Regions from separate parts of the Gossypium hirsutum genome. Here region 1 is linked to region 2. A link is a contact called in public Hi-C data. All regions are on one chromosome and are shown on one strand. Each heading gives the region's core, a stretch centred on a gene start, on an enhancer-like site or on the middle of the called end of the contact. The rest is flanking DNA. Distances are from core to core; before and after follow the strand shown.

Evidence for each region. A called contact is a pair of places that touch in the nucleus more often than the background predicts.
Region 1: a Hi-C map of leaf shows a contact between it and region 2, with 1.9 times the contacts expected there. The contact joins the promoter of LOC107914195 here to the promoter of LOC107914189 in region 2. A contact is called at or near these places in 3 of 34 Hi-C or Micro-C datasets (all in leaf).

Annotation. Positions count from the first base shown.
Region 1 is chrD10:10,387,855-10,390,570 of Gossypium_hirsutum_v2.1, forward strand. LOC107914195 (zinc finger protein 830) reads left to right here and starts at 1,431. Exons shown (of 9, transcript XM_016843007.2): 1 at 1,431-1,726; 2 at 2,107-2,209. The coding sequence starts at 2,121.
Region 2 is chrD10:10,069,108-10,071,807 of Gossypium_hirsutum_v2.1, forward strand. LOC107914189 reads left to right here and starts at 1,328. Exons shown (of 12, transcript XM_041103083.1): 1 at 1,328-1,622; 2 at 1,705-1,723; 3 at 2,388-2,609. The coding sequence starts at 2,505.

The DNA of each region.
Region 1 (2,716 bases), core at 181-2,680, 320 kb after region 2:
GTCCCCCAGGGTCTTTAATTATGATGGATTCATCTCAATTACTCACTACTTACCTAATTATTTAATTTATAATTATTTTTAAATTTTTATGATATAAAAATAAATAATTTGTATTTAAAATTGTAAAAATAACTTAAACATATTATGTCAAAATTTTTTTTATGTAATAGTTATTAATTATTTTAAGAGTAAATTCCAGAACTATTTGAAATTGAATTTTTTAGTTATTGTTTGAGATTTGATAGAAGTGTTGATGTGAGTTTTTTTTATCAGTCTAATAATAAATTTAACTCTTTAATATTTACTTATTTTATTAATTTGATCTTAAATAAAAAATTTAATAAATTTAACTTCAATGTTCACAAAATATGTCATCTTAGTTCAAATTTAAAAAAAATTAATAAGTTTAGCTCTCAATATTAAAGTTGTTTATGGGTCGAGTTGAGACAAATTTGAGCTGAGCCCAAATAAGAGACTTTTAAAAATTGTCTTTACCTAAGTTCGGTTTGACTCGAAATATGTTGACATTTTGTCCCATCCTAACTTTACATAAAATAAGGTAATTTGGACTTATAAGATTAATTTTTCAATAAAAATGTAATTACTTTATAAACATTTTTTTATTTTAATAAACCACCATTTTAATCTATCTACCACAATTTTTTTGGGTTCATTATACTGTTACAATTGAAGTTAGAAAAAAATGGGAACAAAAGAAAATGGCCGACTCCAGGGGCATGGGCATGAATTCCTGGTGCTTGAATGGCCGCCTCCAGGGACATGGTTTTTGCTAACGAATGGCGTTATCAATACTTGGTACTTGAAAGCTTGTGATAATTAGGCTCAAATCTGCAACCTACTTTCTTCACTATAAAAAGAAGAAAAAGAAAATGGCAGAACAGAAATAGGACATTTGAGGGAAGGATGAGATGAACTGCTAGTTTTAGCAAGGGGAGCTGAGGGCAGTGCTAGTGGTGAGGGGCCGGAGATGCTGTTGGGGCTGCTGCTGGAGCTGGAGTTTGAAAATTTTTATATTTAAAATAAATATTAAAGTGTTAAATTTATTATTAGATATACAAAAAAAAACTTTATCAAATTGGGATTTTTTTTCCTTCAAAGGGTTAAATTTACAAAATTTACAAATTTTTTAAAATTCAAGATTTGTCTTGAGAGTTGAATTTATTGAATTTGGTAGAATTTAAACTAAAATTACGCATTTTGTGAATATTAAAAATTAAATTTATTAAATTTATTATATTTAAAATTAAATTAAAAATATGTAAAATTATAGGATTAATTCTATTATTAGACTAATAAAAAACCCACATCAATCTCTCATCACTTATATAATAATGACAAATATATTTAATTTATTAAATAAAAAATTAATAATTAAATGATAAAAATAGAATAAAATCAATAATTTGGTTACCCCTCAAAAATCAATTTGATGACTCTATTCGAACCAATATACTTGCTTGTTTCCGGTTCAACCCGTCCCTGGTCGGTATGTTCCAGTTTCGACTATAGAGGACATTGGTGTCTCTACATTAGGTTACGACATTTTTCTCCCTTTCTTTTTGGCTTTCTACCGGGAAAAGGAAACTGCAGCTTTTTCTTCTCTCTCGATTTGCGATCTCTTCTTCTTCTTCTTCCTTTTTCTTTCACGCGTAACTTGCGTCTTCGTCTTCCGTATAATCCAATTTCCAACTATTCAAGAGGCCAGGTACTGTTACTTCATTGTATTATCTATATATATATGTATATATTAAATTTTCAGTTGTCTTTCTGAATTTACTTGTTTATTTCTTTTTATTATTTGGTCTTATATTTTCCTTTTCTACATTTTTCTGATTTGTCCCCGTCTCTCTGTTTTCTCTTTAATTTTATGAATACTTTTTGGAAATTTAATAGGGCAGTGTATCGGTGGGTTATTAAAGCATTAATTTTAACCTTGTAATTTAGCCTTTCTATTTCTTGCTTTCTCTCCATTGTTGTGAATTTGTTATAATCTATGCCTTTTATAACGCTGATTATACAAATTTATTTACTCAAGAAGCAATTATTTGCGATTTTTTAGAAGAATTTGTTTTATTGATTGTTAAGGTTGTAAAGAGGAAATGGATGCCCAAGGGAGGAACAAGGCGTTGTTTCGCGCCAAATTGAATGCACAAAAGAAAGAGAAGCGCATAGATTCTCCCCTTATCAGGTAAATTTATCACTTCATTACAATATACTTTAGCCATGAAATGAAAATATTATGTTCTGGCAATGCTTTTCTATTTTGTTTTTTTCTTGTAATATATACTTTTTGCTTTTCAATGTCTGTTTTCTAAAGGATTGGTCCGAGATGTATCCTTCTGGAACTTGGGGTAAGGGGTAATTCTCTGTGGGGAAAATTTTGTCACGCTTGCATTGGATTTCTTCTTGCTTCTTGGAATGACTCTTAAATGTTATGATTATTTTCATGGTTATGTTCCAAAATTAGATCTTTTTTTTTCTTGAGGATGTTGCTTCTAAGTTTTTGGAGGCTTGTATAAAGTCTATACTTGTCATTGTCTATTAAGTGTACAATGTGAACGGATGAAAACATAATTTGAATTGGTATTTCTTTTGGTATAATTTCTTTAAATCTGCCTCATTGTTGTATATATAGAGTGTTCATGGTGGTTTTGATTTTCATCTTCTAAAGTTTTGGTTGCTATATAATACTTAA
Region 2 (2,700 bases), core at 78-2,577:
TTGCAAGGATGAATTTTATCTTTATTCATATCTAACGATAAAAAAAACCACTGGGGTACTCAATGGATGTGTTTTATCCATGTAAATTTCTTTAAGATCTTTTCTGTATAAGTTGACTGATGGACATGGATTCCATCTTTTAAATGTTCAATCTGCAGGTTAAGAAAAAACTTTGTTTTTTCAAGATATTTTATCTCAAATTCTTTCTTTAAACAATTTACTGCATTTTGAAACTCTTCAGAACTTCCAATAATATTTAGATCATCAACATAAACAGAAATTATCATAAAATATGATCCAAACCTTTTTATGAAGAATCATGGACAAATTGAATAGTTTTTATAATATTATTTTAACAAATATTCACTAAGACGATTGTACCACATACGTCTAAATTGTTTTAATCCATATAAATTTTTCTTTAATCTGATCCATCAATTTTCCCAAGAAACTCTATATCCTTCAGGGATTTTAAATCCTTCAGGGATTTTAAATTCTTCAAGGATTTTCATATAAATTTTACTATCAAGTGTACCATACAAATAGACTGTAATAACATCCATTAGACGCATGTCAAGTTTTTCACGTGTTACCAGACTAATAAAATATCTAAACATGATTACATCCACCATAGGATAATATATCTTATTGTAATCAATGTCGGCCATTTGCAAAAATCCTTGTGCTACAAGTCGTTCTTTATATCTTATAACTTCATTTTTCTCATTTTTTTTTCACACAAATACCCATTTATATCCTATTGGCTTTACATCGTTAGGTGTTTGAAATACAAGTCCAAAAATATCACATTTAGAAAGTAAATTCAATTCTGCTTGAATTTTATCTTTCCATTTTGACTAATCTTTTCCATTTCTACATTCCTCAATAGATTTAAGTTCAGGATATGCATTTTCTTTTTCTATTTAAATAACAACATTATAAGCAAAATTATTGTCAATAACTATATTTTTCCGATTCTATCTTTTTACTGAAGTAACATCACTTATCGAGTTCTCTTCGTTATCACCATTTTTAGGTACTTAAATCTCCTTTTGGGTTTTTTGATTAGTTATTGGATTTTTTGATTAGTTATATCTTTAGCCTCTTTTTGGGCACTTGCCCATAATATGATCATTTTAAATATTTACTTCTTTCCTTTTACGAGGATTTTTATATTTGGAACTAACTAATTCTCATGCTTCAGGCGTTGATTACTTTCTTTTACATTAACAATTTGCTTTAGTGAGACATTAATTCGTATTGAAGCATTTTCAGCTAGTATCTAATATTTTGTAATTCTTTTTGGGTTAACAAATGAATTTGACAGTTGATTGGCGATGTTTTGCAAAACAGAGAGTGGTTCTAACGACTGTGGGAACTTTTTCCTCAAAATTTTATTACTGCTATTTAAGCGCCCTCTTGAACGTTACAAATCTTATCATTTCCTTTACTACCTTCTTTCATAGTAGTATTCTTCCTTGCTTTCCTTTTTTTTTTTGAATACTACGTCGTTTTGGCTCATCGGGATCGTCTCTTCCGTGGCCGTAAACTCTCCGAATGTTAATACAGCCCTTTCTTTTTGCTGATGGCAACATCACTTTTCGAATCAGCTATTTGGGATTGTAAGGATCTTTGGTCTCCCCTTTCTCTATATTTTTTTTTTGGTTTTTGTTTTTTCTTAAATCTTGTTTGGGATTTTTGCAGTTTACGAAATTAGACTCAGGTACACTTCAATGCAATTGTTTTAAATCACTGCAAAGCCATGGCCACCATTCCCTTTCTATTTTTCCTGGAATTTTTCCAAACCACAAAAGTAGAAAATTATAGCAAAATAAGGTTAAGACTCAAGTACACTCCCCTTTCTCTATAAATCATTGGTGGTGAGTGAACGGAGAGCTATACTCCAGTACCATTTTTAGATGGAAAAGGAAGCTAACCGGCAATGGCGACCAAGGTAGTAACTTGGGTTGAAGGAAGAAGAAGAAAGATGTAGGATAAGAAGAAACACAACAAAAAATTGGGGGAGAAAAGTAAAAAAAAAAGTTTTTAAAAAAAATATTTGTTTAAATAATGTAGGTCACGTCACGTACCAAACTAGTGGACAGGAAAAAAAATTGATACTAATCTAGAACAAAAAAAAATAATAGGTACCAATCTGGATAAGTTCAGGTACTAATATTATATATTTTTAATTTTGTTTTTGTCAAATTACAAAATAAAAATGGACTGAAAAAAGGGACTAAGTTGGTAAAAATTGTTAAGTTTAGGGATGCTTTATAAAAAACCCTGCCTGAAAACTGGTGGTGTTGGAAAATTCTTGTGGTGACGTTTCTTTCCAACCGGTTATCCATAAAAAAGTAACGAGAATAATGATGATGTGTTTCTAGGAAGCTCTCCAATCCGTAGTGAACTTAGCGGTAGATCGCAGAAAGAGGCTTTTCAGGTTTTCCGGTTAAATGCGACGGAAAGGGACAGAGCTAATGATGTAGTGGTCTTCCCGGAAGATGAGAATTATCAGTCTTTCACTTCATCATTGCTGCAGCGATTCCGCTAGCTATAAGGGTTTGGCAGTCATCCTCAACAAGTCCTCTTCTCCTTCTCCCCATAAGGTTTCTGTTTTGGACCAATTTTTCTTTTGATTATTTGGAGCTTTGCCCTTCCATTTAGACTAGACTGTCTCTGACAATCTAGCTTTACCAT